Linked DNA regions of Mus musculus: regions 2, 3 and 4 are each linked to region 1. Evidence: chromatin contacts called from public Hi-C and promoter capture Hi-C data. All regions are on one chromosome and are shown on one strand. The core of a region is the stretch at or near the end of the contact, and the rest is flanking DNA. Distances in the headings are between cores, read along the strand shown.

The links. Promoter capture Hi-C pulls out the DNA fragments that hold promoters and counts their contacts. A called contact is a pair of places that touch in the nucleus more often than the background predicts.
Region 2: a contact with region 1 is called in a promoter capture Hi-C map of cranial neural crest. The contact joins the promoter of Sel1l here to the promoter of Flrt2 in region 1.
Region 3: a Hi-C map of cerebral cortex shows a contact between it and region 1, with 6 times the contacts expected there. The contact joins the enhancer-like site here to the promoter of Flrt2 in region 1. A contact is called at or near these places in 3 of 39 promoter capture datasets (frontonasal cranial neural crest, hippocampal neurons and second pharyngeal arch cranial neural crest), 10 of 484 Hi-C or Micro-C datasets (adipose-derived mesenchymal stem cells, cerebral cortex, cortical neurons and 5 more) and 1 of 115 datasets of contacts at active chromatin or transcription factors (embryonic forebrain).
Region 4: a contact with region 1 is called in a promoter capture Hi-C map of second pharyngeal arch cranial neural crest. The contact joins the enhancer-like site here to the promoter of Flrt2 in region 1. A contact is called at or near these places in 5 of 39 promoter capture datasets (cranial neural crest, frontonasal cranial neural crest, hippocampal neurons and 2 more), 17 of 484 Hi-C or Micro-C datasets (cerebellar granule neurons, cerebellum, cerebral cortex and 8 more) and 4 of 115 datasets of contacts at active chromatin or transcription factors (astrocytes, embryonic forebrain, forebrain and 1 more).

Annotation. Positions count from the first base shown.
Region 1 is chr12:95,689,053-95,696,818 of GRCm38.p6, reverse strand. Flrt2 (fibronectin leucine rich transmembrane protein 2) reads right to left here and starts at 4,593. Exons shown (of 2, transcript NM_201518.4): 1 at 4,204-4,593.
Region 2 is chr12:91,846,409-91,854,174 of GRCm38.p6, reverse strand. Sel1l (sel-1 suppressor of lin-12-like (C. elegans)) reads left to right here and starts at 5,018. Exons shown (of 21, transcript NM_001039089.1): 1 at 5,018-5,216. The coding sequence starts at 5,144.
Region 3 is chr12:91,875,813-91,883,578 of GRCm38.p6, reverse strand. No RefSeq gene overlaps it. Among named protein-coding and RNA genes, the nearest start is that of Sel1l, 31 kb to the right of the region's middle. Within about 2 kb of position 4,573, at least 48 of the 459 cell types and tissues checked have an H3K27ac peak or open chromatin away from gene starts, as enhancers often do. A contact at or near this core is called in adipose-derived mesenchymal stem cells, cerebral cortex, hippocampal neurons and 1 more, where this site is marked.
Region 4 is chr12:92,303,219-92,310,984 of GRCm38.p6, reverse strand. No RefSeq gene overlaps it. Among named protein-coding and RNA genes, the nearest start is that of Gm40548, 310 kb to the right of the region's middle. Within about 2 kb of position 3,179, at least 3 of the 459 cell types and tissues checked have an H3K27ac peak or open chromatin away from gene starts, as enhancers often do. A contact at or near this core is called in second pharyngeal arch cranial neural crest, where this site is marked.

The DNA.
Region 1 (7,766 bases), core at 3,344-5,843:
GCACACATGAGGCCATTCTCACTTCCCCCACATCACTGAGCATCAGGCCAAAAGGGGGGAAGGGGCTGCTGTCTACAACATCAGTAACCTCAGGCAGCACTATGGACATATCCAGATCCCCTCTCCCCCTACTCATTCCGCTACCATACTCACACAGAGTAATTTTAAACTACCAATGGCTAGCACGTTTTATTTTGCCCTTCAGTGAAAATGTGAATTTTATCGTTCATGCTTTCATGACACAAGAAGGTTAAAGAAAGTAGGGAAGACTCCGAGGATGTGGATGCAGGGAAAGACAATTTTCCACTTTGCTTCCCTTCTCCAAATCAGAGATCCAGGGAGAGCTCAGAGAAGCGGGCAAGGGGCAAGGTAGAGTGAGCTTCTTTTCCGAAATAAAACTGAGGGTTGGGGGGAGGATGGAGGTGACTGAAATCCGTCAAGCTCCTCTCTGGATTCAAGCGCAGTTAAAAGTCCCTGGCTACACATTCCAAATTTCCAAACTATACAAAATCAGACACCAGCTGGGGCCCACGGTTCTCCTGAACTCCTGGGGGAGAAGGGGGTCGACTCTCGCACAGCTGCCTATCTGGCAAGAAGAAACACCAAGACACCCACCTCCTCCCCCCCCCCACTTCCCCCACCCCCCCACCCCGCCGCCGCCGCCACACACTCACACTCCCACACCCAGCTAACAGGACTGTTCAACTGCCTGCGCTGGATACCCATCCCCGGGACCTTGAACTTGGCCTCGGTCTTACTTTGAGTCAAATGTAGCTAAAACTCTGCTCTCCGAGGAAAGGAAGCCCAGAGTGGGAGACACGGTTAAGGCTGCGCGTTTACCTGCTAAGGATTTTCAGGTCTCCTTCCAGCCCCGCTGGTAATTCCTCTCAGCACAGCGCCCTCCTCCCCAAGATCCAAACTTTTGCTAGGTCCTCCAGGTGGCGGCGGCGGTGGCTGGAACCGAGCTCGGTCTCCCGCTGCGTCGGAGCCCCGGGAGGCAAAGGCTGGAGCTTCAGAGCGGTGCGCGCCCCCCGGCAGCCTGCCGGCGCCCCAGCTCCCTGCTCGCCTCGCTTGCTGTCGCCTACGTCCCCTACGGAGCCGCGGCATCCTCTTCCCCCGTCCTCCGACACCTCCGCCTCCAGGGGTCGGGCATGCCACTTTCTCTAGGCTCGGTCTGCTGCCGCAGCTCCGGTCTTCCCTCCTCAGTCTCACCCTCTCCGCCTGGCGCCCCGACAAAAGTAGGGCGATCTAAGAGGGCGGTGAAGAGCGTCCGAGCGAGTCCCGGACTGCCGAGAGACCCAGGGCTACGCGGGTCGGTTTGGGGAACCAGCTCGGTCGCAGAGAAGGCGCGGACCACGCGCAGCCGGGCGTGCAGTTCGGGCTGCGCGGGGGCGGGCGCGCGGCTGACTCCAAGTGCAGCGTCTGCGGGGCGCGGGGCTGGAGGCTGCTCCAGCCACACTGCAGCCTTGATCCGACCGGGTCAGCTAATGTAGGCTGGGAGCGAGGTCTCCACCCCCACCCTCACCTGACACCCCCTCCCTCTTGGGAAATGTTTACTGTAATGAATTCGCGGAGTCGGCTGGGCTCCTCGGGCGCCCCTCCTCTCCCTCGGTCCCTCGTGTTCTGGCGCGCTCCCCTCTTGGAGCCCTCTTTCTCAGCTCCCCTCCTCCCCTCCCACCCTTGCGGAGTCCCTCCCACTTCTCTGGTTTAAAGAATGCTTGGGAGGAGCCGCAGCAACTCTAAGCTTTCCAAGAGAAGTCAGATGGGGCTTTTAACCCTGTCCTCCCTGGAGAGAGTTAAGTGCACCCCGCTTTGCCAGGGATGCCAACTTGACCCAGCGCTGCTCCTCTCCCTCTCTCTAAGCTTCCTCAAGCGTCCTCCCTACACACCCGGAGCTTCTCTGAAAGATGAAAAATCCTTTCTCTAGTCCTCTGGATGTATGTCTACACCAGAGGAGCTATTAGACTCAGAAATGATCGAAACGTAACATGAGAGGGTAAAAATATAGCAAGTCTCTCAAACCAAAATGGCGTTATTTCACTCGCCGGCAACATTGGGGATGTGCTGCACCCCCAGTCTATCAAAGGTCCACTCAGCAAGCTTTCTTCCATAAACTTTAACTGTAGAAATTAGAGTGTGGCATCATATTTAGACACATCTACTTTCCCCCATTACCCTGCCTGCTCCTGGAAAGAGAGATGTTCCGTAGATGAGTTGTCTCCATAAATTACAATAGACAACTGACAATGACCGCTTCAAAGACTAACCAGCTCTACAGTTAGGACGTCCAATTGATACAGCTTTCTCACTTGCGAGTCTCTTTGCAAAGGTTAAAGGGTAATCTAAGAAATGGGAGACATGACTCTTTATTTGATCCACCCCCACCCCCTTTTGGCAAGGGGATGGTGGCCTGGTTTGCTCCCCCATTCATTGCTGTCCCCGTGTCTCCAGCAAGTTGTGGTCCTGTTTTAACTAGTCTGGAGACCGGCGGAATACTAACAGAAGGGGGAGGGGGAGCAAGCCGTCGCCTAGCGTTAGGCTGTAGAGGCGCACCGTGGGTAGGGCCCCGGGAAAAGCGATTTACAACTTGAAAGCTGGCCTGGACCAACTCCCTAGAGATGTCCTCTGCTCCGGGGGCTGAGAACTTTGGCAGGGGCGTTGGCTATAACGCGCTGGAGATGGTTTCCGGAGGAACCCCCGAGCGAGACCGCACTCCTTGTCCTCAGTTCAAAGTCTGAGTCACTTGGCAGCACTTCCCCAATTGTTTTTATTTCCTTGCAGTGCTGTTGTGTCTGCTACCTTCATGGATTTGAGCTCTTAAACCCTGGTAAGGCGACTTGGAGAAACGCCCGATTTGTCTCCCAAGCCACACAGGGATCCACCCAAACCCGCCGCGACTCGGGCATTCTCTCACATTGGCACACACCACTGGGGTTCAAGAGAGCTTGCCACCCTTCCCCGTGCTTTATATATACAAAGGAGGCTAGAAAACACATAGACATACCCTCGTCTGTCTTTTCTCCAAACTCAAAGTGTAACCTACAAATAACCAGGAGAGAATGGAGCTCCAATGGAGACTTTAATTTGAGAACAGATAGTGAGAGTCATCTTGGAAGCTTCCGAAGTAAAGTGCCAAGATAAGAGTGGTGATGTTGATAGCCTTCAGGAACAACTGCCCCTGGTCGCCCAAGGCGCCTGGCAGGCCACATGATTTATCCAAATAGCAAGTGTGGGACCAGCCCTTCCAAGACAGACTTAGCTAGCTGGGCTTCTTAATCATGGAAGAGATTACAAGAAAAAGTGACCACACTAGCTCTCAAAACTCCAGTAAGAGCCCTGGGCTGTTCAGCTCAGAGGAGGGCTTTTTCCAGGAGGCCAGAGTCTAGTGGAGGCTCTAGGGCAGCTGGATAGGTCCGTCCCCCTTACTACTCTGGGTATCTGCATTCAGCGCCTGAGGGCATAGAAGGACCTATCTCCGCAGCCCAGGCACTGGACGCAGGGAAAGTGGACTCCCCAGTATCGGGATCTCCTGGGGACTTTTCCATCCCTGACCAGTAAGGAAAGCACAATTACACCAGCTATGGAACTACCAGTTCTGGTGCAACAGCAGGGCAGGAAAGGTCCTTGGCTTGTAAAAATCACGAGCGATTGGAAAGAAAACGAACTAGCATCCCCAATTTAGTGGGGAATTGATCCCGGATTTCGGGCATAGGGCAGGTAGGGGCTTGAGATACTGAGGCTTGATAATAACACTTCTTGCATTCAACCCAGATGGGTATGGAGGGTTGTTACTTACCGGACTTAAGAGAAGCATTCTAAGGAAATGAAAGGCTGTTCTAAGCTTAGGGGATTTGGAAAACTCCATTTAGGATCGATGCTTTTGGCAGGTAGCAAATGAGCGATTTTACCCACAACTCGGTTACAAAACTCCCTAGAGGACTTGGAATCGACTTGAATGTAGAAGGCGCAGCCCCCCCCCCCCCCACACACACACACACATACACACCGGGTCCCCAAGTAGTCGGGGTAGATAGAAAAAGAATCCCATTTTCTTTGCGGATAAAAAGACAAAACATAGAACACCCACCTAGTGACCACCCACCACTTGTTCAAAAGGGAGTGGGGGTCCAAATAATGTGGTGGCCATGTAAAGAAAGCTAGGGCAGTCACTAGAAATTTCACCTGGCACAGCAATCCTTTTACCTGGCAGCCTTGTCTCCTTAGCTCATCCGAATCCAACCGGGTCCGGGAGGTGGAAAGGGAAGAAGCTAGAGCGGCAGTAGAGGGACTCCCCGGGCATGGTATTGTTTTAGGGGTCGCCGCCGAGGTCCCTCCTGCCCATCGTTGAGAACTGCCAGTCTGGTCCTGAGGTTCAGTGGACGCGGTGACCGGTTCTGCGCTGCTGCCTCCACGTTCTGGAAACTTGGGACAGAGGACCAGATAAGAGCGCACCTGGAAGCAGAGAGAGAAAGAGCTCTCTGCGTGTTTGAGAAGCACTGCCCTTGGTGTTATCTCCCAGCGCACATTCCTTGGTGGTGACAATGGATGACGCCAAACTCACAAGTGATGGCGACTGCTTTCAAATGTACAACTAACTGCAAGGTACCCGGCAAGACAGAAAGCTTTGCTCACCTCCCACTCCTTTCCCTCCCATCGAGGAGGGAACTGGCTTAACCCTGTGTTCACCCTACACTCCGGATAGAAGCTAGATTGCGCTGAGAAACCACAGACGCTGGCTTTCCGGGCAAAAGCTTTGTTCACGTGCAGTTCCAGTGGGCGTGTGGCTGTCTAGGGGCACTTGGGTGGCAAGGTGCCAGTGGCGCGCTTTCCGAGAGAGACTCGGAGATGGGAAGGAACCTAACGTTTCATCCGGACCAGACCCAGCCCTCACAATCTATTTTTTTTTTAACCTCCAGTTACCGGATTTATTGAAGTTGCCAGCAAAGTTGGCTTTTATTCCTTTACTTCTGTGTCCCCCGCCTCTCATATAATTTCCTTGCCCAGCTGCGCTTTGAAGACTTAGAAATCTCTGATCAAGCTCTAACTCTTAACAGAGTTTCAAGTGCAGTGCGAGAGGAATGGAGAAGGGGACCCACCCACTCCTGCCAAATTTAAATGAAACCGCAAGGAGAGTGGCCTCCCTCCTACCCATCAGAAGCTGGTGTCAACTAAATGACATCAGTTAAATAAGAAAGAGTAAAACACCTGAAGACCGGGTGGAAAAGAGACAAGAACGAAGTTGGTATGTGATTGGGTAAACGAGCCTAAAGAGAAAGGCATGAGTGGAATAAACATAGAGAGGGGGAAAAAAGAATACAAATGCAAAAATTAAAAATAGGGGAGCAGGGCTTGATATATATCAGGTTAGTTTTAAGGGCGATTTGACTAACAATGTCTCCTCAGCTCCCTTGGAACAGGTTAATTATATAATGAACAAATTCCGGCTTGGGTTTAGTGAACAGCTTTGCCTATACATTCAGAACTTCCAGAAAGTTAATTGAATAAGCAGAGAACCCGTCTTGTTGACCCAGAAAAGAAACTCAGGCCTGAGAAAACTGTTCTCTTCTGCTGTAGCTTTCTCTGTCAAATGAGCCCAGACACTGTGATCTGAGCACAAACGTACAACTGTTTTTCTCAGGCTCTATTCTTCAGTAGGAAGCTGTTAGACAGTGGAATAGGCATTGCTGAAAGGGGTTATTTTAAAAGGGAGAGCAAACCGCGCTTTACCACCGAATCGGTGCCTCCTCCGGACCCAATATACCCAACCCGATGTGAATGGCAGAAACTGCAAATGCCCATCTGAGCCCAGCAGTCCTGAGAGGCCTCTGGAGCTGCCTCAGACTTCAGCTTGAAGAATTCCGTTGTAAATCCTTCTGATTTGCCAAGGTGGCAGCAGAGCATAGCAATAGCTCCTTTGGTTCTTGAATCAGCAAAGCTCACAATTTAGGACATATGCATTTCCACCGTTCTTTAAATATCCATTCTTCTGTGCAGTTATGCATATGTGTCCCCAGAACCTATCATCCTCTATATCCTTCTTCTGAGAAGACAGTATATTAAGCTCATTCTTACAAACATATATTGGTTAACCAACAAGATGAAACCCTAAACAGGCTTGACATTGTGATTCATGCTACTGGAAACAGAATTAATCCAGAAAAGGAAGAGGGGGTGGTTATTAATAAATATAATTTCATTTTCCAGTAATGATGATTCAAAAGTATAATAAAGTAGTGCAATGAGCATATCCTCCTTTCTAAAAAGCTATGGGTGTTGTTGTTATTATTATTATCATGATTTTTATAAATGTAAGAAAATACTACTGGAAGTGTATGTAGAGAAGCAATGTGATAAGTCGTAAGTCTGACTGAAGAGTCAACTTAAGGAATGCATGGAAGTGAGGTCAGACAGAACAAAAGTCTTGTATTTGAAAAACAAAAAAACAAAAACAAGATAGCCAGAACATTTCTGAACAATAAAAAAGTTATTTTTGAAGGAATCACTTTCCCTGACTGCAAGCTGTACTGAAGAGCAATAGTGATTAAAAAAAGAAAAAGAAAAGAAAAGAAAAGAAAAGAAAAGAAAAGAAAAGAAAAGAAAAGAAAGAAAAGACAAGACAAAACCTTCATGGTATTGGTATAAATACAGACAGGTTGATCAATGAAATAGAATCGAAGACCCTGAAATAAACCCACACTCCTACAAAGCATACAGTAGAAAAAAAAAGCATCTTCAAGGAATGGCCTAGGTCCTTTATCCCTCCCTCCCTCCCTCCTTCCCTCCCTCCCTCCCTCCCTCCCTCCCTCCCTCCCTCCCTCCCTCCCCCCTCTCTCTTTCTTTCTTTCTTTCTTTCTTTCTTTCTTTCTTTCTTTCTTTCTCTCTTTTTTTGGAGAGCTTCAAACATGAGCATTGTTACCTACATCACTTGCACCATCTATGCCTCAAATTAACCTCATGTTCCTCCCTCTAAATCAGTGGTCTCATTAATCATTGTTACACACACACACACACACACACACACACACACACACACACACGGAGAGAGAGAGACAGAGAGACAGAGAGACAGAGAGACAGAGAGACAGAGAGACAGAGAGACAGAGAGACAGAGAGACAGAGAGACAGAGAGAGACAGAGACACAGACAGAGAGACAGACAGAGAGAGAGATGGAGAGACAGAGAGAGATCAATGTGTCCATTTAGCATAACTTCTATATCTATGCCTTAAGGTCTACCTATCATTACCTATCTGGGATTGAATATCCCATAAGACACCTGGTGGTTGGAAAAGCCTGATTCTCCTCTCATCAGCCACTTGTAAGTTTGGGACTATGTGAAATTTTCGTTGTCCACACAGGCGTGTCAACCGGCACTGGCATTACATAGATTTTGTCCAAGCAATCACATTATGAGTTTTCACGGGTACATTTGTCCTGTTATGCTTAAGGATTACTATCTAACATCAGGCCTCCCGAGATTCTTGATCTTCCAACTTTTCTGACTAAATTTCCATAATACTCTTGGAGCTGTTTGAGTGTAGATGTTGCACTGCAGGTGTTTCGGTTGTGACTGGACACCTGCCTTCCCTTATTCTCTGTATTTTGACAAGTTACCGACCTCTATAACAGTCTTCATCGGCTGCAAAAGAAGCTGCTTTGTTGAAGGGTAAGAGCTACAGTAACCTGTAAAGATAAGTATTTATAATATGCTTGGGAAGCATATACGTTTTGGAAAATGGCAGTACTAAATTCTTCTTCCTGGTTTAT
Region 2 (7,766 bases), core at 3,769-6,268, 3.8 Mb after region 1:
ATTCACAGCCTTTCCACCCCTCAACTAAACATCATTCAAGGCAGCAGGCTGACCAAATAAATCTGATTTTCCCACAGTCCTGACCCTACTCTGAAAATGTCAAGTTTACCCAGGAAGTCAAGGTCCTGTTAGCATTTTCAAAACAGGTCAGTTATACATTGCTGGCTAGTGGTAAAAAATTCTACCAACTGTAGACCTTTCCAAATCAAGGGACTAAAATGAATTTCCTTCTACCCCTTATAAACAATCTGCAAGAAACAGTAACATTAGTTAAACATGGCACAATATAGAAAGCACTTTCTCTCTGAATTTGGAAACTGTACACCTGACAAGTACATCTATTGATCAACAACTATCTAGTGTTAGTTGAGGGCAATGCCAACACGAGGAGTCATACAAATGATGGCTGATCTTAGCAAGTTTAAATCCATTTAAAGGGCCAGATTGAAAACAGCTGAGGGATATCTAGAGCCATAACTAGGAATGAGGAAAGCGCTAGTTGAAAAAGTCTCAGCAAAGAAGAGATTCATGTAAAATTGGGAAGGATGCCAAGCTTGAGCAAAAGAACAATAAGGGTCTCCGGGAAGAAGGTAAAGAGACGGGAAAGCACAGAGGATGGTATTAAGGTAGAAATCTGCAAGGCAGATGAAAAGAAGCAGAACTCCATCTGTGTAGCAGCTAACCAGGGCTCTAACAGCATAAAGCACTCCGTAAAAACCGTAAGCGAAAAAGAGGAAAATTTCATTGTTTGCAACACATGTATGCATCTTAAGGACAAATGTCAATCTCTGAAAGATAATCACCCCAAGAAGAAGCCAGTGATAGGCAGAGACATTGATTTGACCTAGCTATCCAAAATGTATACATATACTAGAATCTCACACAATGTACCATTAAAAAAAAAAAAAAAAAAAACGTAAGCGAGGGGCTGGAGAGATGGCTCAGTGGTTAAGAGTACTGGCTGCTCTTCCAGAGGTCCTGAGTTCAATTCCCAGCAACCACATGGTGATTCACAATCATCTATAGTGGGTTCTGATGCCCTCTTCTGGTGTGTGTGGAAACAGCATACCCATATACATTAAATAAATAAATCTTTAAAATACTAAAAAAAAAAAAAAAAAAAAAAAAGTAAAAAGTGAGGGGAAAACCACTAGGAGTGAGAACTCTCCAGTCTTAGTCATTAGATAACCACTGTTTCCTGCGTGGGAAGCAGAAGTTTCTTCCCCAAAAGAGAACTTTGAACACAGATTCCTGGTTTATAAGTAAAGGAAGTTCTAAATATTTTGTGTTAAAAGAGAAGCTGATGAAAACTTCAAACAGATATATGAAAGGGATGTTTAAGGAAACATAGCCACTGTCTGTGTCTTAGGTTAGAGTGGAGGGAGGCTGGCATGGGTAAATATGGCTACTAGGATTCAGGTGCATCCAGGGAAGAGAACATGAGGGCCAATAAGGGAGTTTCTAGGGAGAAAGGAAAACAAAACAAAACAAAACAAAACAAATCATACAATACTATGAGTAATTCAATAATATGAAGTAACACAACACAATATCAAAATAGTTAAATGTCATAAAAAAGCACGCTGCTGGCAAATTAATTATTAGTGAAAGTATATTTTAATAGTAATTACATGGTTCAAAAGGACTAGACTTGATAATAGGTAAGATAAAAGGTAGGAAAATAAACCGTTATTTTATTCTCTAGTTTCAAAACAGTGGGTGTTAGGGTTCCTACTGCTGCAATAAGACACCATAACCAAAGGAAAATTGGGGAGGAAAGGGTTTATTTGGCTTACACTTCCATATCACTGTTCATCATTGAAGGAGAGAAGTCTGGACAGGAACTCAAACAGGGCAGGAACCTGGAGGCAGGAGCTGATTCAGAGGCCATGGGGTATGCTGCTTACTGGCTCCCTCCTCACGGCTTGCTCAGCCTGCTTTCTTATAGAACCCACAAATACCAGTCCAAGGATAGCACTACCCACTGTAGGCTGGGCTCTTCCCAATCAATTACTAATTAAGAAATTCCTTACAGACCTGCCTACAGCCTGATTTTATGGAGGCATTTTCTCTCCCCACTTCTTTAGAAATTTCACATCATGCACTCCAATCCCACTCCCCTCCCACTCCCCTCATACCTGCCCTCCACCCTTGTGACCTCTCCTCCCAACAGAGGAAAAAAAATCATTGTGGTAGCTGTAGTGTGTCACAGTGTGCCCCACAGCATACCCTTTTGTCCACACTGCTTTGCTTGCAAATGTTCATCGCAATGAGTCGGTGGTCTGGTTTGAAGCCTCTGGCTTCTGCTACACCATCAATACTGGAACTTCACTGGGACTCCTTTCAGGCATCCTGTTGTTGCCCTGTGTCATGGAGATCCCGTAGTTTTGGATCTGTAGGACTGGCTTCTTTATGCACTCCAGCAGTTCACTGATAGGGTAGATGTTGCAGTGGGCAATTTCAAAGCCCTGGATCTGGGTCTGAGTGGTAGCTAGCTGGTCAGCCTGCCAGCTCTCCTGCACCCACACCACCCAGATGAGCTCTCCTATCTTGCCCTGGCTGGTCCATCCAATGCTGTAGCCAGCAAAGGGCAAAGCCAGGTCTCCTGCTCTCATGTCCTCAGGTCTGGGTCATCCACACCCATGCTGTCAGGACCAGCTCTACTATGCTGCCCAGATAAAGGGCAGGACCCACTTTTCCAAGTGTTGCAGCTGATGAGGGACAGGGCCAGTTCTCCCACTCTCGTGACTCCAGAGCCAGCTCTTCCAACTGCCATAGTTATCAATGGATGAGGGGGGAGGAAGCCATTTCTCCCTCATCCACACCACCACACAGGAGACAACAGTAAGAGCCAGCTCTCCCATGCTCTCACCCTCAGTCTGGCTCACCCAAAATCTTTATTGGAGACACATAGAGATATATAGTTATATATCTATATCTATATCTATCTATATACACATATACAGATATAGATATATCCAGATTGTTAGTAAAGAAACAGCCAACATGACCACTCCATGATAAGGTTAAGGTTTTAGTTGTTTATATAAGCAGGAAAACAGCCAGATGCATCTAGAAGAGTCCAGAACAGAAAGGGAAGCAGGCTGTGTATGGCCTGGCCTAGGAAAGCAGGACAGAGGAAGAGAATCTTGGAGACAGCAAGAGATGGCAGACGGGGAGAATAATAAGGGTTGGGGTGCCTGCAGGAAGAGTAGAGAATAGTGAGCTATAAGGAGGGTGAGTAGCTTCTGGGAGGGAAGGGCCAAGAGACCAATGAGAGAGCTTTGGAATGTACAACAAGTACTTGTGAGCAGAGACTGAGAGCGCCTAGAGGCTGGCATAGGCTTTCCTATACAGCCACAGGTCCAGGTCAATGGAGAGCCGTATGTCACTTCTGCCAGAGGTATGAGAAATGATTCCTTTTGGCAGATGGAAAGCAATTTCACAAGTTTCTGAAGAATGCTGGCTTTTATCAACCCACCAGAAGTCCTCCTGTGGTCCAGCTGGAGCTCATTTCTGAATATTCAGACACCCTGAGATCTAATATTGAGGACCTTAGCTCCATCCTTCAGAACCCAGGTTTTTTAAAAGCAAGCACAGCAGCATGGGCCTGGAATCCCATTACTGTGGCAGAGCAGACATGAGAATCCTTGGGACATCCTAGTTAAACCAGGGTTTGGCTAGATGAATCAACAAGGCCCATGTTGAGACCTTGTCTCAAAAAATAAGGTGGAGAAGGTAGAGATCAATTGAGAACGAACCCTGACATTAACCTCCATCCTATACACCTTTATGCGCATGGTGCACGCACACACACACACTGAGGGGGTGTTGGGGGGCATGGGGGAAACTGTTCCCCATGCCCTCTGATGCAAACGTACAGCAGCTAATTTTTTAACATCTTCCTAAAAATAATGACTGCCAAAAAAGATAGAAAACAAGTGTTCAGAGAAGTCAAGACACTGAGACAGGAAAGACTTTCCCCCCTAACCCCCTGCTGAGTTCTGTATGCAGTGCTGGAAAATAAATCTTAGAAGGATTCAATTTGATTAAGAAGACTGAAAAGCATCAAGATGCTGCCCTGCCACTCAAAGGGATTGTGCGTGCATCGGTACTTACTACATAACTATTGCAATCCCTGAAGTGCCTTGGCTCTCACCTCTGTGGCCACACAAACCATCTAATCCCTTTTCTGGTCAAGGAAAAAGAGAGCATTGCAATATTTCACTAGAGAAGAATGAGGACCAGTGTTTGAAGGGTTTGGGAGAGCTGTTAGAACATTTATTGAGTGGCTAATATATATGGAAGCCTTAGTGAAAACAATCACAGGAGCTGAACTAATCTCCACTGGTAGGAATTTCTTCCCTTTTGTTTTATTAGGGAAATGACAAGCGGCATTGTCTTGTACTGCTGGCTCTGTAAACTTCACGTATTGCTTCACCTAAGCTTTTTTTTTTTAAGACTTAAGTATTTTTTTTAACTAAATATTTAAAATTTTCAGTTCAGGTATAGCTTATTTCTCAGCGTTCATATCATGTCCAGTTCAAGTTCTCAAAATAATTAAAAAGAAATACTTAGCAACCTTGCAAGTTCTTAACCGTTTGATATCTGTTCCTTGATAATTATTCTGGTTCAAACGCAAGAGTCCAGTGAATCATTTTCTTGAAACTCCTTATGCCCTCAGCCACCTGCGGCTTCTAACCTGACTTTATGCTAAACTGCATCTCCCAAGAGCATCGGCCGAGAAAAATCTAGTGCGGTGCATGGTGGGAGTTGTAGTCCTGGATGAGGGTTCCCCCGCCTTCGAGCCGCTGATTCAGGCGCTACCAATTAGCTGGGGCCATGTCGGTGAGGCCGTGGTCCAACCGGGAAAGCTGGTATGACAACTGTACACAATGATTGGCTAAAAGATGACATAGGGGGCGTGACTATGTGTGGGGTGGGGCGATCACGGCCATTGGCCAAGGAGGACGGAGCGGCGGGCGCGGATTGGCTGCGCTCTGGGCCAGGGAGGCCTGGGAAGGGGCGAAGAAGGAACCTGAGCAGGAAGAGCGGCTGCGAGGCGGCGGCACAGAGGCAGCGGCTGAGTTGGTCGCGGCGACGGCGACGGCGACGGCGAGGGCTCTCGACCTTCGAGAGCAGGATGCAGGTCCGCGTCAGGCTGTCGTTGCTGCTGCTCTGCGCGGTGCTCCTGGGCTCGGCAGCCGCGACCTCGGGTCAGTATCGAGCCTCGGGCAGCAGGCCCCGAGCCACCGCCCCCCGACCGCGGTGGAGACAGGGCCACGGGGCTCAGCGGTCTCGGGCACTGCTCGCCCTGACTGTCACTCGCTCTTGCCTTGGGCATCGGTTAGCCTGGGCCGAAGAGGGTGCTTAGGAAACTGGACATAAGGAAGGGCTGGTCACCCTGCCCACACCTCTCCCACGCAGCAAACTTTAGGTGACTTCTGACGAATTAGGAATTGCCCAATTAGGAGGGGATTCCTGACGGCTGGCTTAGACCCTCAGAGATTCCTCTACCTTCACGTAGGTGATGTGTGCACAGGCTCTGGGACACGCTGGGGTTTGCAGTTGACATACCTGGAGCTGTCACTTTTGTGCAGAGCAGGGTTCATCCGGACTAGGATGTTGACAGTGGAGGAATTGCTCAACACCTGATCTGTTAGTCTGGTTTTTAAAAGAAAAAACTCTGATATAATTGTAGTCACTTGTCCCCCGCGTCCTGGGAAAAATGTGACCTCTGCCACGGTGTCCATGGTCTTTGAGTTTGTAGATAGTCATTTTATTTATGGGTTTTGAGACAGACTTAGTTCTTTCAAAATTAATAGAAAATAATGTTGCCCTTTTCTGTAGGTACAAAAAGCCGTGTGCTTTTAAATTGATTTTTCGACTAGCTGACTTACATTACCTCTTTGCAAAGGATTTTCTTTTTTAATGTTTTGATCTGCCTATATCAGAAAACTTACTGTCTTAGAAATGTTTCTCTTAAACGTACTTAGGATGTTTTAGAGTGAATAAACATTGACTCCTGGAAGACTTTGAGATTTTTAATCAGTTTCGCTTAACAAGACAGCTGTTGGGTGGCTTTATACTTTTTTCTGGAACACTGCAAAATGTAAATGTCATCTTTAAAAAAAAACAAAAAAAAACCCGAATTTCCCCAGATGGTTATTTGAATCCCCAGATCCTCCGTTCTAGTTGTAAATGAAAGCCATAATGTCATCCTACTTCTAAAATCGAGTTAGACCAAAATGCTGTCTCCGGTGTGTTTGGAGACACCCTTTCAAATGTGGCAAGCATATGGTAACCACTTTACTGCCAGCATTATGCTTGAGGTTGATCCTGCTTCATTTGAAATGACAGTTTGTGTTGAAGAGCAGTTCTTTAAAGACTACAATACTTGACTCTGGCAGAAATTCTAGCGGGTATTGTTCAAAAGAAGTATGCCGTGGAAGCTGCCCTTGCCTTGGGTAAAGTACCTGATGGGCTGAGTTCCTCTTGGGGTTTTGCTAAGTTTTAGATCTAGAATATACCACATACCCATACATGAACGAGCTCTGTGACTCTTCACACTGAAGCGCGAAGATTCCAGTAATCAAATAGCATAACTTACATCCCTCTGAAATTCCCATCTGCAGAGTTTAAAGGCTGTTCGAACACAACAGTTTTTCCTGCCTCGTCCGTCAGCTCTGTTGCATGTACTTTGAGCTCTGGACAGTAGAGACGCTCTCCGGTTGGTTCTAAGTCTCTTAGCTATTCTACAATACTTAGCACTCAAGTGTTAAATATTAGGGTTGTATGAGTATAAGTGGAGTGCAGAGTTTTAAGAAATGTCTACTCAGAGTTCTGTCACAGCGACAGCCATGCCAAAGCATTTCTCTGGTAGAGGCATAAACTTAGCCCAAGCTACAGTTACAAAACTGCAGGATGTGAGAGAGCGAAGGCCAGTGCCCCTGCTCATGCAAAGCTCCACATTATCAGATTCAGGCCTCCTCTGGGTTAAACTCTTCTATACCTGCGTGGACTTTTTATTTCCATTTCTTATTTCCTAAACAGTATAATAACTGGTTAACACTTAGCTTCTAAGAAGGGATGGACGGTGTCTGCAAATAGTGTCCTACTTTATATAAGGGACTTTGCAGTGCTTGGGTTTGGGCACCCTAGGGTTAGGACATGATGGGGTGTCCCGGGACCTGGCATTTCTATGTATCAAACACTAGCTTTTCTCGACTTACATCTGATAAAGAGCTTTATAAATTAAAGGCTTGGATTTTTCAGCTCTCCATGGCATGCATTCAGTTGCTTATTTTTAACCTCGTTTTTGAAATTTAGATTTAAAGGTTTGCTCTTAATAAAAGTTACATTTTGTTGTAATTTTGTGTTTAATATTAAATCTTATCCAAGGCAGGTTGAACTTACAACCACGTCAGTGACGTCACTGTTGTTAAACATCATCTAATATGTTGGCTTAGCAACATGTAAAAGCATGATACCTGGATTAAAGTTGCTTTCTTTTTCTTGTAAATGAATAAATTGAGAGGACACACACACACACACACACACACACACATTTCTCCATACTTTTCTCAAGGTAACAGTGAAAAGGTGTTCATGTTTCTCACCTAGAAACACGGGCCTCGTTGAGCTGGGAGTGTTCCCTATCGGTTCTGCTAGCTCCCCTCGTGTTCACTGGGGCAGCCTGAGTTCAATGCAGAGACAGGGTGGGGAGAGACTGCGAGAGATTAGGAGAATGGGTGTCACAGTCTTTA
Region 3 (7,766 bases), core at 3,324-5,823, 3.8 Mb after region 1:
GGTATGGATAGGACATCACTATCATACAGCAAATTAGCAACCATGTTGATTCTCTTCACTCTCTCCTGTTGTCTGAATTCCATATCCTCTTCCTATGAATGCGCCATATGCTTCTCAAAATTTTGCCTTAAAATTATTATTGTTTCATTAGTTCTCATGAACATACTTCCATCTTGGTTGGATGCTTAATAAGTAGAATAAAAATTTCATCCCGGTTCAATGGGGAAAAAACTAACACCTATAAACGTTCTCAGACTTTACTAGGTGTTAGGCTTGCAAGAAAACACTGAGTGGGTCACCGTTGCGGGTATGCAGTGATGAATGGCTCTTGCTGTTCTCTCGTTTCTCACAGACCCTTGAAAGAAGCCTGGAGTTACTAACAGACACTGTCAATTTTCTCTTTGACCACCTGAGCGTGGCCATGTGCCACACCAGCCTGCCACACAGCCCGCTAAGTACTACAGATCCAGGAGACCACTCTGCCCAGTCACTCGCCTTTACAACCTGTCCTTGGGTATCTTAAGCAGCCTGGATACAGGATTGCAGTCCAATTGGTACAATACAGATGATACTCTATATATCTTTTTTATTTTTTCCTATCTACAATTTTTAACAGTTTTGAGTGTATGTGTGTGAGTGTGTGCATGTATGTGTATGCACATGCACATGTTTGCATGTGCGTGCAAGTATGTCATAGCACCTGAGTGGCAATCAGAGGACAACTGCAGGATTCGGATCTTTCCTTCCACAATGTGGTCCCTGGGATTTGAACTCAGGTTATGGGGCTTGGCAAAAAGGGTCCTCGCCCACAGAACTGTCTCCCCAGCGTGCTCTGCAAATACTTTTTGCAAACTAAAGGGACAAAGTGAAAAAGAAATCTAACAATTATCCAGTTGTGCCCTCTCCAGAACTGGCCACCACTCGTCGCTTGTCATGATCATTTCCAGTACTTATTTATATATTTACTCGTCTGTGTTTTTTTGGTGTTTGAGGAATGTTTTATTTTGGGTTTGGTTTGTATATTTGTTTTGTTTTGTTTGAGACAGAGTCTCTTGTAGCCAATGCTGGCCTTAACCTCACTATATAGCCAAGGATGATCTGATCCTCCTGCCTCAACCACTCAGGCACTGGTATTAGAGGTGTGCACCACCACGCCCAGTTTTGCTCTGGTTTTTTTTTTTTTTCCCCGAAGAAGGCTTGTGTTTTTAAGTTCCTTGTGTGTGTAAAACAATGCATTCCTAGGAATGGAGGAATTGTACAGTAGTTAAAGCACTTGCTGTGAAAGCACGAGGTCCTGAGTCTAGATCCCCAATACCTAGCTAGACCTGCAAAGATGAAGACAGAAGGATGCCTAGGACTTACTAGCCAGATAGTCCAGCCAGCTTATGAGCTACAGATTGAATAGCAGACCCTGACTCAAAACAACAACAACAACAACAGCAACAGCAACTCAAGTGGAAAAGTAATTGAGGAAGACTACGAATATCAGCCTTGGGATTCCACAAGCACATGCATGCACACACCCCCAAATACATTCTATTATAAATATTTTAGTGCAGAAAAATCACCAAGTCAAATGTAATAGGCAAGAATCTAAACCATGAATAATTCCTGTTCATATTAGACTGAAATGATCCCACATAGCTTTTCATAGTTCAGTATAGCAATAGAGAAAGTTAAGAGCCAAAAGGGGGGGGGGAGAAAATTTCATGTACAAAAAATGGCTTATACTTATATAAGCAGTTTAGTTTTCATTTAAAAAAATACTGATTTTAAATCTACTTTGGCTTTAAAAGAAGTAAAAAAAAAAAAAAAAGAAATTACAGTAACATTAAAGAAACCGTTGAGTTTCAAATACATGCTTCCCCACGTTTTAATATTTAAAAGATACCTCTGCGGTTAAGAAGCGAGTTTTTAAAACACTAGAGGGTTGGTATTTTGTGAAATCTAGTTATTTTGGTAAGGACTCTTCTTAGGACTTCCTGCTGCTTGCTATGAAGGTTGAAGATTCAGAGTCACATTTCCTGGAGTCGCAGCTCACTTTGGAGAGTTCTTGCTTAGCATGCACAAAGCCCTGAGCTCGGTCCTCCTGTGGCATAAACCTATTTGTGGCCCATGATCTCAGTACTTGGAAGGTTCCTGCAGAAGAATCTGGAGTTCAAGGTCATCCCTAGCTACATAATGAGTTCAAGGCCAGACTGGGACGCAGGAGGCTTTGCTCTTTGAGGAGCTGAGCTTCGACATCCAGCACTCACAGGAAAGCCCAGGGTGGAAGTCTACATTTATCACCCCAGCGCTAGGGAGGGAAGGAATGAAGACAAGAAAATCCCTGGAGCTTGCTGGGCAGCCACTCTGTACAACCGATAAACTTCATGTTCAATAAGAGACCTTGTCTCAAAAACTACGATGGAAAGTGACTAAGAAGAATATCCAACGTCCACCTCCATCTAGCCTCCAGATACGTGTGCACACACAAACATGCACGCACATAAGTGCATGCCACACATTCCCCAAAAAGGGAATAATAAATGGCATCCGCTGTCCTTTCTTCTGGACCTTCTTGTGTTTATAATTACGTTGCACGCTTACATTGTCTCGGTTTGTAACAGTCTCATTCTGTTCATCAAACATTATCCCCATAGCAGCTCAGAGCTCACTGTTCACTCTGACGGAATCGGTGCTCACCGGCTGTATTTAGCAAGACTGTGTTCCCACTGCAGTTCACACCTGAAGAGGTTTTGTGTGCTTGTAGTTCCCTCCGAGAAGTTCTTAGAACTGCAGCATCCCTTGAAGCTTTTGTTCTTTTCTCTATTAGGTTAGAAACACTTAACATATGGTCTGTCCTTTGAAACTCGCCGTACGTGGTGTGCACTACCTCCGGGTAATGCATTGTGACCCAGATCTCAAGATTAACCCCCTCCCATCACTGAAACCTTATGCTCCTAGGATAGCCACGCCCACTTCCCCTCTCCCTCCTGCCCCTGGTGGTTCTCTCTGTGTTCGCCACATCCACACACTTGACTATTTTTCATGCCTCGCGCGCATACTTGACGTCAGCATGTGCATCCTTCGGTGGATGGCTTATTTCCTCCAGATTAGTCTTTGCTGATGAACACAGCACAACATAATTCGTTGTTTGTCTATGTCATGTTTTCTTTACCCACTCACGGTGGGCGCTGGGGTTGTTTCCACAACTTGGCTGTTGTGACTAACCCTGCAGTGGCCTCTCTCCAGTTCTTTTGGGTAGATATCTAGAGTGGATTTGTGAGCTCATCTGGTAGTTCTAGATGTAACATTCTGAAGAACGCCCATATTTTCTCTAGCTTCCTCTGGAAGATGGAGAACTCTCAGCTTTTCCAGTGTCATGCCTACCTGGATGCTGCCATGTTCCTGCCTAGATGATAATCGACTGGACCTCTGAACCTGGAAGCCATCCCCAATTAAATGTTGTTCTTTATAAGAGTTGCCTTGGTCATGGTCTCTATTCACACCAGTAAAACCCAAACTAAGACACCTCACATATGCTGACAAGCCAGCAAGTGCTCTCCCACTGTGCTATGTCCCCAATGTGATATTTATATATGTTATGTATGGGGTATATATATGTATATACATATATGTGTGTACATACATATATATTATATCTTAGATAGATTTTAAATATATATATGAATATATATTTGAACAGGGTCTCAGTTAGTTCCCCTGGATAGATTTTAATTGAGAATCCTCCACCTTAACATCCAAAGCAGGCAATGATACCAGCCTACACCAGACTCTGCTGGCAGCCAATGTTTCTATGCTCAAATTTTCTTTGTCCTTTTATGGATATCAGTTTTTATTCCATTGCTTTAAATTTTGTGGGATTTTTGTTACATTTATTTAGGTTGTCTCAAATCTTTCCTCTAGGTTAATAAATAAATTTTAATCAATATTTTCATTTTGTTCTTTGCTGTTATCAAAAGAAGAGGAAGATGGAAGTTGTCTCTCGAGGCTCACCTTGAAACCACTCCAATTCATAAAAAAGATAAATCACGGGTGTTTTATTATAGGTGTGGCAGGGGAGCATGGCTACAATAGGAACTTTTATTGTTCTTGTGCTTGCTCTCCCCCTCCTCCTGCTCTTCCCTCATCCAGCCCGAAGCCCAGGCTGTTTTGTAGGGAAGCAGAGAGACACAGCAGGGAGAGCAGCAAACAGCCTGGAAAAGTCGTTCGGGATTTTGTTACTTCCAAAAGGTGAGGCATTTAGGTGCAATGGAGAGAATTTGAGGGGCAGGTTTTTACGGACAAATTGTGCACAAAAAGAGCGAGAATTCTGGGAAGCAGAGAGAGTGTGGAGCAAGGTTGCTGACCTAAGGATTCACTGGACTGACCCCAAGGAGGCCTCGCACCCCCAGGCAGCTGTTAGATATGTGAAAGCAAGAGTGATGTTCTTTTCTTGGGAAGCACCTAAGAGACCGTAAGACGCAAAGAGATGGTGGCTGCCTGGCGTTTCTGGGACAGAATGTTCGTAGGCATACATGACTCATAGATTTCGCTGAACTCCGGTATAAAGGAATGATTCATGAACCGCACCCACCCCCTCATCCAGGGCCAGGAGGCAGAGCAAGGGGCTAATGAGTTTCAAACTGTAAGAGAATGGCTTTCCCTTCTGCAAGCTAAATAAGCTGCAACCAGGGGCTAAACGAATAGCAGGCATCCCCAGAGATGCCTGTGCGGTCAGATAATGTCATGAATTTAAAGGACCTTCCTGGACACATACTGACACCCTTACATCACCCTGGCCCCACCACCATCTCCAGAACAAGAAGTGCACATCGATCCAGACGATTTTCTGCCTTTCTAGCACAGTAAAGGGGCAAAATTAAGTTAGCATGACTCGCGGGACGATAAAGCAAGCTATAACCTTGCTCATTTCTAGCCGAGATTCATAGTAAAAGAAAATTGCCTCTGACAGACTCCTTAAAGTTCTCAGTAACATACCTGTGTGTCGTAGCATGAAGGTTTAGAAGCCCAGATATAAGTGTTCCCCAGCGGGAGATATTAACAGAGCCCTGTCCGTCAACCACGGGGTAGGGCTGGGACTCTCCAGTGAAGGGACTTAAAGGGGTTGGAGGTCAGCGCGCCTCAAGCAAACATAAGCAGATCCTACTCTGTTGCCTGGAAACACTTCTGCTTTATTCTCTGCTGCTTTTCAGTTAGAAATCTGACAAAGCTCATACCTTACCGTTTTATCCTCTGCCTCCCTCAAACCTCCCATTTCTGTCTTCCTCTCCCTCCGCCTCTTTTTTCTAACACAGCATCCCAAGAACCTACAAAAGGAAGCCCATGCGCATCCTCTCCTTACCACCATGTTTCCTGCGGAGCTAAGCAAGGTTTAGAATTTAGATGAACTCACCCTCGCTACCGAGAGGCCTAAGTTTAACATCTTGGCCAACTCTACATGAAAGTCTCCGTGCCCAAAGACAGCCTCATGTTTTTAGATAACCTGGATTAATGTTTAAGACTGAAAACAATCAAATCCAGCTGAGTTCTCGTTTCGGTAATATTTTCAACATCTGGGATGGTGAATGTTTAATAGGTTGCTCCCATCGATACCCAGCTGAATGGAAGCCTGGAGGTTAGAATCTGCCATTTTTAAAATATTAGACTAAGCTGCTTAAGCCTCTAAATATGTTAAACTCATACTACCCAAGGAGAGCTGTGTTATGTTGAACACTGTGAGCCATCTGTGTAGAAAGTTAATTCAAACAGTGAGCTCATGCTGCCCCCTCGTGGCAATATGAGGTGTAGCATCATCTGAAGCGCTCTTTTTTTTTTTTTTTTTTTTTTTTTTTTTTTTTTTTTTTTTAAAAACCTGTGTAGGTCTTTACCAGTAATCATTAGAATTGATGGCAATAAAATAGGCAGCACTCTGGGTGTCTATAATATCTAAAAAATGTTTCTTACTCCACTTAACCATTATAGGTCATATTTGCGAAATTCTATTAATGTGTTATGGATGAAAGAACAGGAAGTTAGCTTGTTCATCTCCAAAGAGAGCAAGTGGAAGAGCTGACATTGAAGTCCAGGCACATCTCAAGCCCAAGCATGTACATCTCCCATTATAGCAAACTGTGATTTCCTCTAAGCTGTTTCTCTGGTGTCTCACCCACGGTGACTAGTCACTGCTGTCCTTTGAATCTGAAATGCCCCCTGAAGACCTATGTATCAAATAAAGGTTTGTGCTAGCCTGGGATGCTATTCATAAGTGGTAGAACTTTGAGAAGAGGGACATAGCTGTAGGAAGTTGGGGGACTGGAACCACATTCTTGAAAGATGGCTCCATTTGCCCTAGAAGGACATATTGAAACCTTAGCCCCTTCTCATCCCTTTCTTTGTTTCCCAACTGTCATGAGATAAAATGGTGTCCTCCAAAACCATGAAGCAAAAGAAACCTTTCTTACGTTTAAGTTGATTGTTTCAGGCGTTTTGCCACAGTGACGGCTGAATAGAGCCCTCGCTCAATAGCGCACACATCATGCTCACTCAGGAATAGCTTCTGACTTAGCCTACCGTCTTGCGCGCGCTGGACTGGTCAGCAGTCCGGCTGCAACAGGATCCTTCTGCACACGTTTATTGGGAGAGCTTGATTGCAGAGGCAAAGAGACCCCGAGTCCAGAACTGGTGCTGCTTATATAGGCCTAGGAGAGGCGTGTCTCACACCCGGATTGGTTATGCACTAAGCCTCATTTGCATGTTCCTCATCTGATTGGCTACTCTCTCTCTCTCTGTACCTCACAGAGCCTCATTATCATACCTCATTTGCATGTCTCACATCTGATTGGTTATACTCCCAAAGCCTCATTATCATGCCCGGGCCAGGCAGTGTCTTTGCAAAAAACTTTACAGCATATGTACACATTGGTTGTTTGTCCAAACTTATGCGTGGTGGCCAGCAGTAGCCAGTGCCACTCTGAAACGACACATGTGGCTTCCCACACTACTGCTTTCTTTAGCTTATTGTATAAAGGCTTCTGGCAAACCCTCTATCTGACAAGAAAGGCACACACTATGCAACAAGCATTTATCAGGAGCCCACTGTGTGCCCAAAAGTATTCAAGTCACAGTGAGGTCTGAACAGATGGGGGTCTCTTTCTAAAACCTCGAAGTCAGCTCTGCTGACTCTGTCCACCACTTCCCTGAGGGCCGAAACGGGATGACCACCCTCGGTCTCTCTGCTGTGTGGCATTTGGAAGACAGACCTCATTTATTAACATCCTAGCCTATTTAAATTACATGACAGTTGGAATATCATGGACTAGCTTTTCAAAGCAGGAAGGGAGAGTCTATGAGTTGTGTCTGTTAACTTTATTCATCAAAGCAGCCAGGTCAGAATTGTCCGCATTTGGAAATCTCTTTAACTGTCAAAGGACCCTGCTTCAAAGGTCAGGAGCCCATGGTAAAACCTGGGATGAAAGTGTAAAGACCCCAGAGCCACTGTGTGGCTCCTAGCATAATGAGCAGTCACATGTCCTGGAAACCTGAATGCAGAGTGGAAAAGCTAAGCAAAGTGAGAGGTGTTCTATTCATTTTCAGGATGAAAATATTTGAATATGTTACTGAGTCGACAGCAAGGAATCCAAGTTACTAACTTCCTGTTTGCTCAACACCAAGGAGCCAAATAATCACTGGGGCCCTTTGCAGCTCCGATAGGAGATACTCTGACAGGAAAACTGCTTCTCTGCTCTTTTCCTCTTCTGAGGTCAGACAATCAATTTGAAACA
Region 4 (7,766 bases), core at 1,930-4,429, 3.4 Mb after region 1:
AACCAAAGTAAGAATAGAGGGAATAACACTTTCTCTGATTTTGGAAGACAACCTAGACTCCTTAAAGGAAAATTTACTTAACTGTTGCAGCAAAGATATAGTTTTGAAAATAGACTTGCATTATGGTTGTTTGCTCCAAGGTTGACTTAACCATGACCATTTTGAAGCAGAGGCAATAACCTACCTACAGAAGTCCTTGGTCCAGAGTCAATCATGACAAAAGAAACACAACTATTTAACAGGTATCTAAGTCTTTAGTAGAGTGAGAACACAGGTAATAATACTCCCCTTAGAAGTGAGTCTCCATACTACTCAGCTATTAAAAAGAATGAATTTATGAAATTCCTAGCCAAATGGATGGACCTGGAGGGCATCATCCTGAGTGAGGTAACACATTCACAAAGAAACTCACACAATATGTACTCACTGATAAGTGGATATTAGCCCCAAACCTAGGATACCCAAGATATAAGATATAATTTGCTAAACACATGAAACTCAAGAAGAATGAAGACTGAAGTGAGGACACTATGCCCCTCCTTAGATTTGGGAACAAAACACCCATGGAAGGAGTTACAGAGACAAAGTTTGGAGCTGAGATGAAAGGATGGACCATGTAGAGACTGCCATATCCAGGGATCCACCCCATAATCAGCATCCAAACGCTGACACCATTGCATACACTAGCAAGATTTTATTGAAAGGACCCAGATGTAGCTGTCTCTTGTGAGACTATGCCAGGGCCTAGCAAACACAGAAGTGGATGCTCACAGTCAGCTAATGGATGGATCACAGGGCTCCCAATGGAGGAGCTAGAGAAAGTAGCCAAGGAGCTAAAGGGATCTGCAACCCTATAGGTGGAACAACATTATGAACTAACCAGTACCCCGGAGCTCTTGACTCTAGCTGCATATATATCAAAAGATGGCCTAGTCAGCCATCACTGGAAAGAGAGGCCCATTGGACTTGCAAACTTTATATGCCCCAGTACAGGGGAACACCAGGGCCAAAAAGGGGGAGTGGGTGGGCAGGGGAGTGGGGGTGGGTGGATATGGGGGACTTTTGGTATAGCATTGGAAATGTAAATGAGCTAAATACCTAATAAAAAATGGAAAAAAAAGTGAGTCTCCAAGATTCTCTTCTTCCACATCTTTCTCTTGTACAATGCCACTGAGTACAGAAGAGCTAAGCTATTGACTGAGATATGTGGGAGCATGGCTGCTCTAAGTCACTCATCTGCCTGTGCACGCATTTGTCAATATCAACTTGACAGGATCTTTCTTTAGTCTATTGGCTTCTCCTCCATTTGAAGCAAATATTTTTTTCTCGAAAGTTCATTTTATTTTATTTTATTTTTGAGCATTATATGCTTTATTTTTGGCCCCCTCCCAGTCTTCCTTCCCAGAATTCTTCACCCCGTCCTCCCTCCCCTTTGCCTCTGAGAGGGTGCTTCCCTGCCACTGGGCAGCCTCCTTACCTGGGGCATCAAGTCTTTACAGGATTAGGTACATCCTCTCCGACTGAGGCCAGACAGGTCAGTCCTCTGCTACATATATACTGGGGGCTTCGGACCAGCCAGTTTATGCTCTTTGGTTGATGGGTTAATCTCTTGGTGATCCCAGGGGTCCAGGGTAGTTGACACTGTTGGTCTTCCTATGGGGATGCCATCCCTTTCAGCTCCTTCAATCATTCCCCTAACCCTTCCATAGGGTTCCCCAGACTCAGTCCAATGTTTGGGTGTAAGTATCTGCATCTGTCTCAGTCAGCTGCTGGTAGAGCCTCTGAAAGAACAGCCATGTAGGCTCCTATCTGCAAGCACAACATAGCATCAGTAATAATGTCAGAGTTTGTTGCCCACCCATGAGATGAATCACAAGTTGGGCTAATTGCTTGTTGGCCTTTTCTTCAGTCTCTGCTCCATTTCTGTCCCTGAATTTCTTTTAGACAGGAACACTTCTGAGTCAAAAATATTGAGTGTGGGTGGGTGGCCCTATCCCTCCACCAGGGGCTCTGTCTAGCTACCGGACATGGTCTCTTTAGGTTCCATCTCCCCACTGTTGGGCATTTCAGCTAAGGTCACCCCCACTGAATCCTGGGAGCCTGTCACATCTCAGGTCTCTGGAACTTTGTAGACATTCTCCTGACCTCCCCCCTCCTCCCCCTCACACACACACACACACTTTCCACTCCCAGCAGTGACATATTTCCATTCATTCTCAGGTTCTTCTGGGAATCCCAGAGAAAAATACTCATTTCTTTTATATTTCCCTAGGAAACTCACAACTCAATATTGTACCAAGTCTCTTCCATCTTGCTTTTGTAGTTGACATAGCACTAACTGATAACCTGATACTAGTCTACTTTTCAACCAACAGAAATATGTCCAGGAATCCCCTATGACTAGTCGGTGTCTGGAAACCCAAAGGGAAAAAGTGTGTTCCAGAAAACAAACAGGATCTCACGTGTAGGAACTGCATTAACCTGAAATCCAGTACTTTTAAATGCTTATTTTTTTTAGTATTAGCATATGAATACACTTACAGGCAATGGTAAATATAAAAGTTATTAACATGGGCTTAGTATTCACTGTCCAGTGAAAACTTTAAACTGCAGCAGGCTCACAAAAGCCTCAGTAGAACCAGAGTTCTCTGTCATTCCTGGAACTCTTAATTGTTACCAATTGCCCCAAGGATTGCTGCCATTCAACAAATTATAGTCAAGGCATTTGTAATTGCTTCCAGGGCTGGATAAGCATGCCAAGAAGAAGGGAACCATTACTCTAAGTCTTTTGTTTCATCAAAGTACATTTCCATAGACCCATAATTAAACAATATTCCTGAAAGCAGATCTCCATAAAATAGAAGGGAGTTTCCTGAAAGTCAGCACACTGGATTATTTTTACCTAATAAAAGTAAAGAACCCAGAAATTGACCTAGAATACCTGTAGAATAGGAAGTAGGCATCTAAGACTTGTACACCAGAGCACAGTAATATTGAAAAGGAATGAGTCAAGGTTTAAATGCCATTTCTGTACATCACTGACCCTGATCCCCCTGCCTTTCAGTGGAAAGCCAGGAGGAAAAGCAATCCAAGGCAATGATGAAGCAACTGAGGAAGTTATGGGATGCTAAGGCAAAGACAGAGGCTAAGAGAGTCTTCATTCCTTCACTGGCCAGCTCAAAGGCAGCAAATCCAGTAGTTTCATACAACCCAATGAAAGGTAAAGAAGACGCTGAACTCCACGCACAGTGACATCTTCGTTAACTTTCCTATTGCTATAACAAATTCTCTGACAAAAGCAACTGAAGGAGAGGGAGAAGAAGCCTGGAGGAGAGAGAGTTTATTCTCTCCATCAAAGTTCTGTGCTGGGGAGGTCAACATGGCAGGAGCATGAAGCAGCCCGTCGCACAGAATAACAGAGAGAGAAGCATGCATGCTAGTACTCAGCTCAATTTCTCTGGTTTCTGCAGTTCAGCATCCCCTTGCCCAGGAAATGATTTCACACACTGTTAAAATGGGACTTCTCCCTTCAATTTGTGCAATTAAGATCATCCCCAATAGTCATAGCAACATGCTCATCTCCTAGGTAGTTCTAGATTCTGTTAAAGTGACAATTAACACTTATGTAATGAGCAAGGGAGAAAAAAAAGAAGATTCTGTTTGTGAAGCTCATTTATCCACAGCAGATAGAACATTATGATATAAACCAAGTAAGAGGAGTTCCTTTACCAGTAGAGACCAACAAGGACCAGGAAATTATCACACTGGCCAGAGATGCCTTTCCACTCTGTGAGTAAGACTTAGAGCTCCTCAAAGAAGCAATGGCACCAGGAGGAGGAAAAATGTTGGATAAAAGTGGTGTACCAGCAACCTTTAGTTGCCCTTCAACAGAACGTAGCTGTTAAAACAGCATTGCTTAAGCTGGGCATGGTGGCACACTCCTTTAATCCCAGCACTCGGGAGGCAAAGGCAGGCAGATTTCTGAGTTCAAGGCCAGCCTGGTCTACAAAGTGAGTTCCAGGACAGCTAGGGCTATACAGAGAAACCCTGTCTAGAAAAAAAAAAAAAAAAAAAAAAAAAAAAAAAAAAAAAAACACACACACACACACACACACAAAGAAAAATAGAAAAAAAAATAGCATTGCTTAGATTTGGCTGCAGATGGAACTAGTTGGGATTGAGTATAGCAGAACACCATAAAATACATTGTCTGCCCTGGGTAGCTTGGGGGAACTTGAGAACAAAATGGAATTGAGCTATAGAAAACTAAAATGTTGTATTTCTGTGCCTCTAGTAATGATTCCTAAGTTTATATGCTATGCACTGTGACTATTTTCCTTAAGTTCCCTGCTCCCCCTCAAGCTGCAGGCGTATGTCAAAACACTTTTACCTACTATAGAACAGAGTACTTGAAATGTTGTCTCAAAATGGAAGACTTCTTTATAGTAATATTAGATTCGTGCAAGTATAAACCCAAGCGTTAGAGTCAGACAACTAGAATTCAAGTCATGTGTCAGCCACAGTATCTTGGTACACACTGAGCGCCACTCAACCTTCACAAAACAGAAATAACACATACTTTTCAAGTTTGCTGTCAGTTTAATGTGGAAAGATATGCAATATGCTTGCCACAATATCTGGCACATGATAAATCTTGTAAAAGGAAAAAATATATATATAGAATCTAGTAGCTAGAACCATTCCAGGCCCTGCATTTTTTCAGATAAGGCATTATAGAGTCAAATGTTTCTGAGCTGCACCAGAAAATATCCAATTTTATTATTGTGAATTGTATTTTTTTTTAGATTCAAACAGGGTACTAGCTTTCAGAAAACTACTCATAGCCCTGTCATTTTCTTTCTTTCTTTTTTTTTTTGTTTTATCTTCATGATTAAGACAATCTTCATAGAGAGAAAATCCAATTCATAACTAATAACTAAAATAAGATAGCAACTTACAGTACCTGTGTCCCATGGATGTGCTTCAAGCTTAAGGCCAAGATAAAGATGAAGGAAGTATTCCCCTTTCCAGGGGAGCATATTTTTAGAGACTTTTTCTGAATTTCAGAAATTTTGTTGTTGTTCACATTAAAATATATTAAGTTGAATATCTAATACCAACCTGACTTTCAACCATTGGCAAAAGCTACAGATTTCTTGCAGACACAGAAGCAAGGACTACATGGTAATAATTGTAGTAGCTAACCTATGCCATGCTATGCCTTCTATGCAAGAACACATGGTAATTGTTCCATCTAAAGCTAAATTATGTGTTTATGTATATATGAATACACACACACACACACATACACACACATATATACATATATTTCTCTCATCATTTCCATTTCCATTTACAATGACGAGACTCTTGCAGGCGGCTGAACTGGCTAGATATCAAACAACATTTAGCTCCAAGTTGGCTTCATTACCCTTTATGTTCAGATCCTATGCAATTTTCTGTGTATTCCCTACGTGCATCAGACGAGGACAGCCTTTCTTAACTTCAAGGTCTTTGTTTTACAAAAGCATTCTGTGTCCTCCTCTGCAAGATATCACATATTGCGTTTCCTATAAACATTCACTGGTGGGTAAGCAAAGATGAGCTTTCTTTAAACAAGAAAGACCACAACTACCCTTGACTAGGCACTGCCAATTGCGGGCCGAGGGTAGCAAGGGAGACTGCAGATTACTCACTCACCTTCATAGTTATATATTTGCTTATTTTAGAAGCTATAAGAGCAGAGTAGCAGGAGTGGTGGAGGACTCACAGAACTCTGATATCTCATCCCCATCTGCCGAGTTAGCTAGCCCTTAGCTAAGTGTCTCCATTTCATCTTCTGCAAAATGGGCCTGAGCACTCTGACTCCCGTAGGTTATAACCATATAGCACAGCCACGTTCATGACCCTCTATGGCCACAAACGCAGAGCCTCAAATGCTCAGAGCATTCCAAAGCAGTTAACCTACGTTGCCAGACTGTCCATGTGAAGAAGAATTATTTTCTAATGTAGGATTTCATTTCAAACACATAACAAACATTTTTAAATATACATAAAACAAGTCAATACAGAATGGAATTGGCTCTCAAAGATCATCAATTCTGTTTTCAAGTCCCGGATAATTTCTTTTTAAGATTAGTTAAACATGGGCTTCATACATGACAAGTAAGCACTTCTCTATCGAGATCTAGTCCTAGTACCTTTTATACTTTCTATTGTGAAGCCGGGCCTCATGAACTTACATAGACCGCCCTTGAGCTTACTGTGTAATCCATTCTGGCTTTAAACTTGCCCTCTTCCTGCCTTGGCCTCTTGCATATCTGTGATTGCAGGCCTATGCCACCAGGCCCTGATCAATCTTGGCTATTCTTCTTTAGATCAAGCATAGATAATGGTGATGACATCCTTTCAGAAACTGTGTTTTGATTTTTTTTCTCCTCTCTAACAATATCATTTTTCTTCTTTTTTTTTTCTTTTTGTCTCATTGATGCATAATGAACTCCTGACAGAGATGAATAATGCAGTGGCGTTTAATAGTCATAAAAGAAACACTACTCCCTGTGAGCCAATCTCTCATCCTTTAGATCATTTTCTTCTCAGTATCTTGCAGCTTTCTCCTTTTCCAGGATGGATGTCTGTCTGTCTATGGTTGAGTAAGGAGGAACTCACGAATAGACTCTCAGACCCAGAAAACTAGAAGGAATCTTAGCCATTGTGTTCTCATGTGTGGTCTAAAGCCACAGTGAACTTTTGTTCAGTACCAAGCTGACAGTTTCACTGGATCCATTATCTCTTGTATATAACTCTCACAACAGCCCTGTAAAATACTTTCATCTCTATTTAAGATGCACTGAAACAAACACTCTGAGATGCGTTTTGCTTTTCAACATGGCACACATACTGAAGAAGCCTCGCATTCAGATTTCAGAACCAATTCAGTTGAAGTACAAAGCACAGTGGCCCAGATAAATGAGCCAGCAATATGTGAAGATCAAATAAATACTAACAGAAAAACGTTAGATGTCAAGGGTGATGGTCTTTGTGAAAAAGATTCTCATGTAAAGTAAAAGCATCTCTTGTTGTATTTGGGTTTTTGACACAATTGTGTTTCATTACTGACACAGGAAGGTGGAAAGAAATGTTACCCACATGTCCTTAAAGAAGAATTCACCCGAAGTTGGGTTTTGTTCTTTTCGATAGTGGGGAAGGATAAGAGAGAGACAAGATTCTGATAAATAATTTATGAAGAAGAATGCTTCACTGATCAGATTTGGTGATGAAAAAAATTTCTTTGAAAACCCATGAGTAACATTCTTAATGGAAATTATCTGCACTTCTCCTGGGTCGGCATTTTTTTTTCCTGCTATTAGTTTGATTTCGGCTTGACAGTCTCCTTCCTGCACAAATGTAGCAACAAACACAACGGAAAAGCCTTTCTACATGATTATTTTCTAAAGTAATAAGACAACGTGTGTGACCTGAAAAATCAGCCCCTCCCACGTGTCAGGTAAGGAGGTGGCTTGATGATACTTTAAAAGCCATCTTGTGCTTCCTCCTGCCACTCAGTCACTCCTTCTGGGGTCTAGGGCGGGCTTTTGCTGCCATCTACTGGTACGTCTTGCAAGACAATCGGACGCTTCTGAAAAGGAGAGAATTGGAAAAAATGGGGGAGGGGGCTTATTCTGTAAGAAAATCCAATTCCGGCAGAAATGAATTTCTACGCCGAGTCACAGAGCCTTAAGTATTTTGTGCTAGAGAATGTTTAA